Linked DNA regions of Callithrix jacchus: region 1 is linked to region 2. Evidence: chromatin contacts called from public Hi-C data. All regions are on one chromosome and are shown on one strand. Each heading gives the region's core, a stretch centred on a gene start, on an enhancer-like site or on the middle of the called end of the contact. The rest is flanking DNA. Distances are from core to core; before and after follow the strand shown.

The links. A called contact is a pair of places that touch in the nucleus more often than the background predicts.
Region 1: a contact with region 2 is called in a Hi-C map of skeletal muscle, with 3 times the contacts expected there. The contact joins the promoter of EPS8L3 here to the promoter of GNAI3 in region 2. A contact is called at or near these places in 3 of 3 Hi-C or Micro-C datasets (induced pluripotent stem cells and skeletal muscle).

The regions. Positions count from the first base shown.
Region 1 is chr7:147,629,075-147,635,393 of calJac240_pri, reverse strand. EPS8L3 (EPS8 signaling adaptor L3) reads left to right here and starts at 3,842. Exons shown (of 21, transcript XM_054236633.2): 1 at 3,842-3,962; 2 at 5,506-5,659; 3 at 5,993-6,047; 4 at 6,206-6,270. The coding sequence starts at 6,017.
Region 2 is chr7:147,439,688-147,446,153 of calJac240_pri, reverse strand. GNAI3 (G protein subunit alpha i3) reads right to left here and starts at 4,121. Exons shown (of 10, transcript XM_035252410.3): 1 at 3,896-4,121. GPR61 (G protein-coupled receptor 61) reads right to left here. Exons shown (of 4, transcript XM_078332719.1): 4 at 4,078-4,212.

The sequences.
Region 1 (6,319 bases), core at 2,593-5,092, 190 kb before region 2:
TTATTGACATTGAGGCTATGCCTCATCCACACAGTCCACCAGCAAGAGGCGCTGGCTGGACCCTGCTCTGGGGTCTGGTTCTGTGGGTGAGGCGGCACCCATTCACCTCTGAATGCCAGAGCCTGCCCTACCTCCCACACAGCCCTCCATGGACACGGAGCTCTTTTCCCCAGAGCCATCCAGAGTTTCCCAGCTGTGACCAGGGCCTTCTCTGGAGCATCCAGAGAAGTTCCTGCTTCCTGACCCAGGCCAGAGTGGAGGGAGGGGCTCCTTGGCCTCTTAGCCTAAAGCCTGTGCACCTGGGTCCATCCAATATCCCTCTCCACCACGGCCTTTCTCCTTATATGCTGAGAACCAGCTAGCAACAGAGTCTTCCAGAAGACGGAGACCCAGCAGCCTTCTTTTTGCACCTCTGTGCAAAACCATTCAATGACTCCACTCACCACCAGGTGATGAGGGCACCCCTGTGCTGTCATCTGCACCACGTCCCTGCCACACACACTGCGCGCGCGCACACGCGTACACACACACAGTTCACACCACACAGTTCACACCACACAGTTCACACCACAGCCCACCTCTCCCCAGGCCGCTTCATCCAGTAGGATTGCAATCCCTCTGCCCTGCACTCCCTGCCCACTTCACCTCTTGGCTGAATTACTGTGCATTCTTAAAGAGCCAGCCCTTGCATTCCCTCATCTGAGAAGTCCTCCCTGATGCCCCCAGGCAGAGTAGGGTTCTTTGTAAACAGTGCATCTGTTTACAAGTCCTTCCCTCTACACTGTGGCAGAAAACAATCTGGGTCATCAGGGACTCTAATCTAATGGGGATATGCCCCTCAATGTGATACGTGCAGTAACAGCGAGATGCGTGGACAAGGTGTCTGGAAGCCACCGGCTAGAGCTCCACCAGCCCTGGGCTTCTGAAGGAGGCTTACTGGAAGCATAAAGGTATAGTGTTTCCACGGGGCATTCCAGGCAGAGAACAGCGGCTAGCCAGGTACCAGGGCATGACTCTTCAAGGAATTACAAGCCATGCTCCAAGCTGAGTATAAAGTACAAGGGGCAGGGCACTGGGGGAGATAAAGCCAGACTCAGAAACAGCGTCCTTGAGTTCATCAAGAACCTCAGTTACCCTGAGAAGGAGTTTGGGTGTTGTCCTGTGAGCAGCGGGAAGTCAGAAAGGGGTTTTAGGCAAAGGAGTGGAAAATCAAATTTCCAGTTATGAAAGCTTCCCAGCCGGGCGCAGTGACTCACGCTTGTAATCCCAGCACTTTGGGAGGCCGAGGCAGGCAGATCACAAGGTCAGGAGTTTGAGACCAGCCTAACGAGCATGATGAAACCCCCTCTCTACTAAAAATACCAAAAAAAAGTTAGTTGGGCATGGTGGCATGCCCCTGTGATCCGAGCTACTCAGGAGGCTGAGGCAGGAGAATCACTTGAACCTGGGAGGTGGAAGTCGTAGTGAGCCAAGATCACTCCAGCCTGGGTGACAGAGTGAGACTCTGTCTCAAAAAAAAAAAAAAAAAAGAAAGAAGGAAAGAAAGGAAGGAAGGAAGAAAAGAAAGAAGTAAAGAGAAAGAAAGAAAAAGAAAGAAAGAAAGAGAGAGAGAAAAAGAAAAGCAAGCTTCTCCTACTGGCAGCCGGGCAGGATCAATGAGAACGAGAGTGAGGTGAGGAGACTGCGGCAGGGCCAAAGGCAGAAGGTATGGCAGGGTCTGAGCAGCGGGGCAGAGAGGAGGACCCTTAGGATTTGCCCCAGAGGTGGGACTGCCAGGAGGGGTAGTGCATCAGGTGTGAGGAATGAGGGAGGACTTAGGGAGGACTCCAGCTCCCTGCTAGAACACACTGTTGGGGGCTGGTGCCTTCTCTGAGATGGGAATATCAGAGGGGAGATTGTTTGCTGAGAAATAATGAACTCAGCTTGAATTCCAAGGTGTCTGTAAGCCCTCCAGAGGGATCCTAGAGCCTCTCACAGGGCCTAGCAGGCAGGAGGTCCTCAATTCTACAGGAAACTGTGGAATGAATGAAGGAATGAAGGAATGAGGTCCCACGGCCTTTGTAACCCCACAATTTCAAGGAGACACCCTCTGAGTCCTGCTTCCTTCCCCTCGAACCTAAGTCCAGCTCCTGAGGCCTCAGCAGGAACTCCTTTGCAGAAGAACTGCTGAGGTACCTGGAGCTTTGTGCAGAAGCTTCAGTTATGGCCCCAAATCCCCAGAAATGGGAAGCGTGGCCTCTCCCTCTTTCCTGATGTCCCTCTTTCCTGTGGAGCTCCATGGAAGCAGATGTCCCCGATACCTGGCCCCAGGCCCCAGACCCACCCAGACCACAAAGGGTTTCTGTCTGAGGAGACCCACATTGCTCCCAGGGTCACCCCTAAAGGGCGCTGCAGTGGGCAGAGTACTACCAATGCCCCTCCCTGGTCCTCTGCCCCTGCTCACCCTGCCCCAGGGCCCTCATGGAGTCCCTGCTGTGTTCACACTGACTTGGGGAGGGGCCTATGGGAAGGATGGGCCTGGCCTGAGCTGGGCAGAAATGAAGTGTTGCCTGGGCCCCAAGCCAGGGCTGGGGTAAAAATATGAGTATGGCCTTTATGGAGCTGTGGGAGGCAACCAGGGGACAGGCTGTGCTATCCTAAAAGAAGGTGAAGGGCCACAAGATGGAGACCAGGGAACAGAACCCCAGGACTGCTTCCCATGGGGCCGCGGCTGGGTGTTGGCCTCACAGGCACCTGATCCCCGGGCCCCAGCAGCTGGCTGCCCACTGGACTCTGCCAGGAACCCACACAGCTCAGGCGGGGACTCTCCCTGGGATCTGACCCGTGGACTCCAGGTCATCCAGGGCAGTGTGGGTTGGGTGGTGGTGGGAGAGGAGGCTGAGATCTCCTGGTATAGTTCCAGGGAAGCTAAACACGGGACCGCTCCAGCCCTCAGACTCCACAGGACACTCCATCACAGGGCCCTGCACCAGGGCCCTGCACTCTGCCCACGAAGGTCTGAGGCTCACTGGGCCTCCCCCACCCCCACCTCCCCTCCTGCACTGTTCCCTGGTTTCTATTCACACTTGGCCTCGCTGGTCAGACTGGTGAGTTCCCAGAGGGCAGGTAGCCTGTCAAGAAAGTTTTTTCAATACCATGAAGTATGGGAAGTGGGTAGGTTCATGACTAGAGATAGATCCCGGCCTCAGTTTCCCATCTTTGCTGAAGCTGGCCAGGCATCTACCAGGGGTCTGAGCATAAGATGGGGTACAGAAGGAAAGAGAATGCAAGAGCAAGAATGGGCGGGTAAAGGGGGTCCCACTGGGTGGGAAGGGACAGGATGCAGGACCCTGCTGGAGGAAATCTCAGCCCTCCATTTAATGCCCCGTGTGGTTCTGCGCCCCAGTCCCCATCTTCTCTGACAAGATCCATGTCCTGCTCACAGGCAGCACCCAGGCACACAGAATCACACACCTATGGGTACCACACACGCACACACATGGCACACATGCCGGCCCACAGCTTCCCACAAGCCTGGAGTCCACCTCCGGCCAACCTGTGCCCTGACCACAGAGCCCAACCTCTCCGAGCCATGCGTGTTCTCTCCTTATGGTCCAGCCCCATGCCTAATGCTGACCTGATTCCCCAAAGTAGGCACCCGAAAGGCAGAGGGAAGAGGGGGCCACACACCAAGGCTAGCAGAGGGGGAAACAGGGAAGCAGGGGTCTCTAGCTAAGCTGGGGACAACTGTCAGCAAACACTGTAGCGGGTCCAGGTTGACGTTGAGCAGTTAGTGGCCAGGAGACCTCCCCACCCGCCAGAGTCCAAAGAGCACAGGCGTGGCTGCCTCTGAAGCCTCATCAGAGGCAGGCTCTGCCTGCGGCCACTAGCAGAGAAGCCGCTGTTCTGCCACCAGCCCTGGACCACCTGCTCCAAGACCAGCCCCTCCGGAGGACTAGCCGCCCGGCTTCACTGGCACACAGGTAAGAGCCTGGCTCCCAGGCAAGATCAGGGCCCAGCTCAGTCACAGGGGATCCCAGGGCAGGTGGGGACAACTCAGTGGCTTCCCAAGCCAGGTCTCCCACCTGTTCCCAGCTGCTACCCAGGGGATGAAGCCCAAAGAGGGGCTTGGGACTCAGCAGCTGGCTGGAGAGCTGGAAAGCAAAGCAAGGTCCAGCCTTTGGAAGGACTTCTGAGGTGCTTGCCCCAGAGTCTTTGAGCTGATGGCCTTCCCTGTTCCAAACTCCTACATCTAGGGCTTAAAGGGGAAAACTGGGCTGTCACAGCTCCCCCAGCCCTAAGGAGCAAGTCAGTCCAAACCAGTCCCCTCTTCCCTTCCTGGGTAGGGATCTTTTGCAGCAACTGTTTTCCCACCTTGAACTACCCACAGGTGGGGCCCACCCTGGTACTGGGGAAGTGGGGCATGGGGAGTGGGGAGTGGGGAATGGGGCTGACCAGGGGAAGACCTCACTTCCTCTTCCACATGGAGAGCATGGAAAAGCAGGAAGTGTCACAATGGGGGTTAGGGAGGCTGGGGGAGGGGAGCAAGCTTCTAGACCCCCCTTACCCCTGAAGAGAAAAAGGGTTCTCCCAAACAAGGAAACCAGAGATCCGGCCGTCGCTTCATGTTCCCTTAATGGTGCACTGGCAGTTTGTTTCTGTCCACACTGAGTCATCTTATCAGCTCCTCTGTCATTTTCATAACAGTCCTAATAAACAAGGGTGTGAGCTGCTCTCTTGCACGTACCCAGGGGATCCCAGTATTTCTGCACAACTCAGGTGCACCATGTAGACATGTGGATACCCACAAACCTCATTCAGATAGCACATACCCTTGACCCGCTCAGACCAACCCCATCCCCACCCAGCGCACACACACACACCATATTTAATTCCACTCCATTTCAACATGTGTGTTCTCTAGACTCCCTCTGTGACAGCACACAGCCCAGGGGCAGAGGCATGTTTGTAAACCATTAAAACATAAAGTTGGCAGTCGGATAGGTCTGGGTTCGCTCTCCATTAAACACTCATTTGTGACCTCAGGCCTGTTACCTTCCTTGAGCCTCAGAGTCCTCTCGGGTAAATGGGGACAGTACCAGTACCTGCCTTTTGAGGTTGCTTTGAGGATTAGAGTGACTTAAGGTACAGCCCTTAGAACAGTGATGGCACCAAGTAAATACAAGTGAACTCAGCGGGAAGGAACTGCTAAGATGTGGGTAAGGGGCTCCGCATCAGGCTCTCAGCCCCGTGGTGGCTGTTGTGACTTGTTGCTGGAGAGAAATGTACAAGGTCCAGCGCAGCATTAGGCGGGTACCCTGGGCGGGGTGGGGTTGGATGGTCCCGGAGGGCTTCACCAAGAGGAATTTAAAGGGTTGGGGTGGGGAGGGGACCTGGGCAGAGGATACAGAGGACAAAAAGCAAAGAGCCGGGAAGCCTGGGGAGACACTCGGGGAGGCCAGCTCCCTGGAGAGTCCTGCAGTGCCATCATGAGTATGCACACGCATGCATGCAGTCTTCCCACAGGGTCTGCAGCTGAAGAGCCAGCATCAGCGTCCTCCCAGTTTGCAGAATTGAAACAGGACTGAACAAGAGGGCCTCCTCTGGCGGGGTCAGCTGCCGAACCCTCTGCTCTTCCAGTGTCTTTCATACCCAGGCCCAGGATAGAATCTGATCACAGGTCCGTGTCCATCCAGGTGTCCTGGACTCCTTGGCATGAGCTTTATTAGCCAAACAATGGGAGGCCTGGAGACTGCCCTGGGGCCCAACCATGCTGTGGCCTCCCTTGCCCTCCCTTCCCTCCCCCTGGGGCCTCCAGGCCCAGCCAAGATGGAGGGCTCCTCGGTGGAGGACGCTGGCTGCAGATGGCTCTGGAAAGGGCCCCTGGAGCCAGGGGCTTTGGGTCTGGTCCTAGAGGCCCCAGGTCAGAGCGATAGCAACTGTCCTGCCCTGCTGTGCCTGGTGCCCCTTTCCCCAGCTCTCATGGCTGCCTCTGGTTCACTTTGGGTTCTAGGGAGCCGTCTTCAGCAGCATCAGCATGTCGAGGCCCAGCAGCAGAACCATTTACTGTAAGCTCCTGGCAGGCCCCTCTCCCCTGCCCTCCCACTGAGCCCCCTGAACGTCCTGTCCTCCACTCCCTCCTCCTCACACCAACTACCTCCAGCAGTGGCCTGAGTCTCACCTCACTCTCTGCTCACCTCCCGCCCCTTGCTCTGTGACCCTGTAGTGCACCGGAAGGAGTACTCCCAGAACCTCACTTCAGAGCCCACCCTCCTGCAGCACAGGGTGGAGGTGAGTACCTCTGCAGCCCTGGGTCATGTCCAACCCAACGCAAGTTTTC
Region 2 (6,466 bases), core at 2,872-5,371:
GCGAAACCCCATCTCTACTAAAAATACAAAAATTAGCTGGATATGATGGTATTTGCCTGTAGTCCCAGATACTCAGGAGGCTGAGGCAGGAGAATCACTTGAACCCAGGAGGTAGAGGTTGCAGTGAGCCCAGATTGCACCACTGCACTCCAGCCTGGTGACAGAGCAAGACTCTGTCTCAAAAAAAAAAAAAAAAAAAAAAGAAAGATATTTGTAAGGCTCATTGGGGTGAGCTGAAAGAGCTTGGTGAAAAAAAAATGTTCCTGCTTGCCCCAGGAGTCAAAAAAAAAAAAAAAAACAGCACACACACAAAATTTCTTTATATCATGAAATTGTGGCATTAAAAAAATACAAAGTATTACAGATGATATTAAATACTAAATTGGTATAAATTTAGTATTTATACCAAATAAAATTTTTTCAAACTACCAAATTGATAGTAGGATACGCACAGTCGCTTGAACTGGTAATCCCAGCACTTTGGGAGGCTGAGGTGGGAGGATCACATGAGGCCAAGCATTTGAGACCAGCCTGGGCAACATAATGAGAACCCCATCTCTTTTTAATAATAATAAATAACCAAGTTACCAAATTCAGGAATTTTAAAGAGGAAATCATACCAAAGATGTTCAAATGTAATTTCAACTGTTGTAAAAGTCTGAATTTATCTAAATGACTTAAAACTTCAATGCTATTAAAAAAACTTGTAAAAAGCACACCTATAAGCCATCCTAAGCACTGAACATTGGTTGCGAAGCTCTGCATTATTCAATGTAATATAATAATTAAACACTAATTTGACATATCAAGATCTTTCTAAGAACATCTTTTTTTTGAGACAGAGTCTCACTTTGTCACCCAGGCTGGAGTGCAGTGGCGCCATCTTCGCTCATTCCAACCTCCGCCTCCCAGGTTCAAGTGATTCTCCTGCCTCAGCCTCCTGAGTAGCTTGAGACCACAAGCACACAGCACTACAACCAGCTAATTTTTGTATTTTTTTAGTAGAGATGCAGTTTCTCCATGTTGGCCAGGCTGGTCTTGAACTCCTGATCTCAGGTGATCCACTAGCCTCAGCTTCAGAAAGTGCTGGGATTACTGGCATGAGCCACCAAGCCCGGCCCTTTCCAAGAACATCTAAAGAAAATTCAAACTAAAGGTTATCAAAGGAAGAATTACAGTACTGAAGTTTCTCTTAATAATCTGGCCCATACTAGCTTCTTAATTTGGTATAATTTCCATAATACCTATAATCTGTAACATTCATTTTGACTTAATAATAATAGCTAATCTTCATGGCTAGTACTATACTATGTGCCAAGCTGTGTTCTGCTTTACGTTTTTGGCATATTTAATCCTCACAGCAATCCTAGAAGTAGCTCTATTTTCTCCATTTTAAAGATAAGAACACTGAGGCCGAGAGAAATTAACTTTCCCAAGGTTATAACTAGTAGATGGGAATTAGAATTTGAAGCACTCTGACTTCAGGACCCATGCATTAATCACCATGTTAAACTACACCCCCTATCATGTGCCAGGAGACACAAGGATAAGTAGATAGATCTCAACCTAAACTAAGTTCCATAGCGATGAAGTAAAAATGACTTGCATTTACAGCAAAGGAGATATTATCCAGGAAAAAAAATTGTATACTGTTTTGAGTATATTTTGCTTATAGAAACAGAAGATTTTAATTTCCTATATGTGTTATGATATGGCTCAAGCCAAGAACATCTGTTTCTGCAACCTTTTTGAATTTATGGATTAAACTTGCTCAAGAATATTTTTTAAAATGTTTCTTAAAAAAGAATGAAGTTGGTAAAAATTAAAAGCAAATATGTTCAGTACTTTGATTTTTACTTACTGCTTTTCAAGTTTCCTAAGTCATCAAGTGTTTAATTTTGTTTTTAACTAAATGCACTATGTATAAAATCCTGAATAAAAATTCTTCTAGACATTTAGACAAGTTACGCCTGTCCAAATTCTGTCTGCCTCATTCTGCCTTTTGGAAGAAAGTCTCAAAGTTTCCAACTACATTACAATAGGCTGATGTCCTGAGGGTATCTCTATTTTTCAATGTAAATCAAATCACTCACAGAAGATGAGAATACATCTTTAATTTCATAATCAATCAATAAAGAAATTGTTAACACCCTAAATACTTGTCATAGTTTATATCAAATTTCACAAAGGCACCAAGAACCAATGTTCAATATTAGCTGGCCCAGGCTGGTTAACAGTAAATAGTTAAGGAGTACAGGCCGGGCGTGGTGGCTCATGCCTGTAATCCAAGCACTTTGGAGGCCAAGGCAGGTGGATCACCTGAGGTCGGGAGTTCAAGACCAGCCTGACCAACATGGTGAAACACCGTCTTTATAAAAAAAAAAAAAAGGAGTACATATTATGCACCTGCTATACAGACAGTGGCAGTCTAGAACTACAATCTGAACTTGCATCTTCTCAAAGTTCAAGTATACAAACCAGAAGCTTAAGATCCCATACATAACTTTCCCTTTATAGTATATCCAAAAAAGTTATTACCAGAGCTTCTGCAATCTACAACTAACCAAATACGTTAACACTAAGGGACTAGCAGGGGCACTGAGAATGTCCTGGAGTACAAAATAAGTCTTGGGTTACAGTGGCACATTCTGTCCTCCGGAGCTTTATACCACAAAAATTGAGCACTTTCCCTAAAGTGACTCCTTGTCCTCAAAATCAATTGTTTTAAAAAGTAAAGTTTTACTGCTTACAGAAACCTCTACCCCTACTTATTCTTCTCTAACAGAAATCCTACCCTACAAAATACTAACAGTGAAGAAGTGTGGCTTCATTTATTAGTAAGCTAATGCCAAAATTCTTTGTATGAGTTACTGAACCTCTGAAAAATTTTAAAACTCATGCTAAGTAAAATGCATCCGACTGCACAAAAACCCACTTAAAACGACTATCAGGTAACATAAACAGTAATTCCTGAAGTCATTGGTTTTGCTTTGAAGAGGCCAAAAAGGATAACACAGCCTACTGTAAAGAAGTCTACTCCTTACAGTAAATATGTCCAAGATAACTATTCCAACTGCACATCATCTATAGCAACGACTCAGCACCCTCCAACGTGTAATCCCCTGTCCACTAGATCTTCTGCTACAAACCTCAAATAAGTCATTCTTTAAATTTCTTCAGCTCACACCATTTCCCATCCTTTCATGAAAATGGAGAAAGGAGTTATAAAACCTTTAAAATAAAAATGACAGAAAACGGTGGAAAAGTAGAGAGGGCCTCTGCACCCAAGCTCTTTTCCTTTATACCTGATAACTTGCTATTGAACTCACCTACCTACCTTCATGTTCCTGGATAATACAGGGTTCCTCTAACAGTTCAAGAGGCTCTAACAAATGTCAACGTCCTTATGTGACCATTCTGTTCCAGCCGCTATACCATCCATTCAAGCTTCCTAGCTTTATCCTGCCAAACAACGACGCCGCTCCAAACAAACCATTACACAAGCCCAAAATATACTCTACCCTGTCCTCGTTACCAACACGCTGCAACCCAATGTAAAACCTTCCCTAATATCAACTCTTCCTTTATGAACTTTTTCCATATTCCTACTGCCTCAATATCCCACCGCCCCATACTCCCAGGCTCTCTCAGCTAAACACAATTCCAGCCCGGAGTCACACCCTCCAAAGCCGAATTCCTGCAACCCCAAAACCCCACCCCCCTCATCACACCCTCTGGGGCCTCAGCTATGAACCCCAACACCCCGCCCCACACCCGCCACGCCCTCCAGATCCCTTTAAGGTCCTTTCCGTCGGCCCGACCAGACCCCGCTGAGGCCTTCCAAAACGCCCAGGCTCTCCCGACTACCGCTCCGTCCCCGCCTCCAGCCCCTCACCGAGTAGCAGCAGCTTCACTTCTTTGGCCGCTTTTTCCCCGTCCTCCCGTAAGTTGCGGTCGATCATCTTGCTTCGCTCCACTGCCGCCTTGTCTTCGGCGCTCAACGTGCAGCCCATGGCGGCGGCGGGAGAGGGGACACGGGCCCGGGCTCACTCACACACCGAGGGAACTGCCACTCGGCAGGCTGAGGCAGCGTCTACTGCTGGGCGGCGGCCCTCTCCGTCAGCTCCCTTAGCGCCCAGAAGAACCGGACATCCGGCGTTTACGACACTTCCGGCGACGCCCCGCAGCCTTTACCGTTTAAGCCACTCTCCTCTGGGAGAGAAATTGAGACCGAAAGCGGAAGTCACGGGGACCCGGCGACTGGGCTGGGCGGCGGATCAGCTGAGTTTCGAGATTCTGTTAAGTTCGCTGCCCGCCGCCCAACTTGAAGCCTCGTTTACCTTTCAGCTACCTGATTTGGTAAAATGGAGAAAAACCGGGGCCTCCCAACTCATAATGCCAGTTTGGGGGCGGAGATTTCTAAATTAAAGCCTACATACCGCGTGGGAATTTCTGCTGGGAATTTTCTCGCCTGCCAGAAAACCCCTTTGATCTCTAGCTGTGAAGACCCGGGACCCCTACCCAAATGTGGGACACTGCCTCTGTTAGGGTTATGTCAGAACAAACTGCCCGGCCTGGGCCCCGTTCACATCTCACATCTGAGATTGTAACATCGACTGTGCCTAGGTAGGACCTTTTTGCCCTCTCTGGCCCACTAACTCCTCTCAAAATGTCCCCTGGTCCTTATGCTATTATGGACGTATTTCTGTGGTCTTGAGATTTGCTTAACTCCTATGCTGGCAAAAGGCCGCTTGAAATCACTAGCAGATACTCGATAACTTGAAAGGTTAAGCCTGTAGTTCCTCCATAAAATATCCCTGCTGCCCTTCTCTTTAGTGTAAGCCAGATCTTCCTACCATAGAGTCTTAGAACTAAAACCAAGATATGTCAACTTCAATTCCACACCCCAAAACAAACCAGTGCATCCCTGTGAATCTTCTACTAAAATTTGCGGTTGCAGTAACATACAAAAGGAGGTGGTCTAGTAAAATTTGCCTCTCAGCCCTAGTATCACCTGACACTTAAGTCCACTGTGAAAGCCAGGCTGATAGCTTCTTTCACTAATAACCCTGGGTACTGCATGAAGGTAGTCCTAAATTAACTTCTCAGCCAAATAAGTCCACATTTACCATACATTCTACCGAAGGGAACTCAGTCTCTAAAACCTTTCCCTGTGATTGTAAATTACTTTCTTTCTCTAATAGAATCTGAACTTTAGAATGTAAGTTTCCAACAGAGAGGTCTATATATAGTGATGATCCATTAATTAGAAGGATTTAATTAGAAGATTAGAGCCATCTTAAACAGCCTCATCCACCATAACTCTTACCAATGCCAATTCTTCAAGGTTTGAAAAAGTCCCCCAGTCATTCCCAAATGACTGTTAGAATGAAAGGGACTGCTTTTTCCTTATCAATATTTTTGGGGGAAAAGGGCAAGAGGAAAAGGAAGTAAAACCAGTATTTATTGAGTACCTATTTGCCAGGTATGGCTAAGGTGCTTCCACATCCCATCTCTTAATCCTCACAACAACCCTGTGAGGTAGGTAATAATGATCCCCATTTTTACAGGTGAGGAAGTAGGCTCAGAGAAATTAAGCAGCTTTCCCAACTTCACACAGTAAGTAAGTAGGTCTGTCTGACTCCAGAGTTGCCCTTTTCTATCATGCCCCTGTAGGATATTGCCTGGAGACACCTGACAACAGAAAGCCTATGGTTTTCATCTAGGATTGGGAGTTACCCCAACACCAGCAGGATGCAGGAAAAGGTAACTGACCGGATGGTTGCCTCAATCTGTTGATTCTTCAGTGAGTTAGGTCAGATTTTGTCCAGGAACAGCTTTCAGAGCCAAAGATTACGTACTGAACTTTACCAAGGCATCCTGGTGACTAGAAAACTCCTGGAAGGTGAACACAGCAGAAATTGCTGGGAAAGTTCTCAGCTTAATAAAAGAGATTTTTATTTCCTTCATGATCCACTCCTACAGGGAAAAATAAATGGCAAATGAACCCATGTATGTCAAACTCTGTAATAAACACCAGTGAGATCACAGTGTCAGGAAATTTCAGCCTGAATTAAAGATACCCTTGCTCTTAAAACTTTCTCCTTTGATGTATGTGAAGGAAGGGTTGGAGGGCAAAGTCAAAGGAAAAGGCAAAATAAATTAACAAAATGGCTGCCAGGCAATGTTTAATGCCCTCCCCTTCCCCCTTTCACCACATACAATCGCCTTTCGTCCTTCCACTGGACTCACACTGCCACCTGCTGGCAATGCTTTGGATCTACTAGCTGATCAGTAGTCTGCAAGGAGTTTATTCCCTGTCTAGGAATGATTGATTCCTCAATATGCATTTAATTTAATAGAGAGGAGAGGTGAACATGTTTTTCAATCACAAAGGACTCTCCTCCCTCTATATACTATGTTTTTAGGGGACTTCCTCAATGTAATAGGCACTAGGCTGGTATAA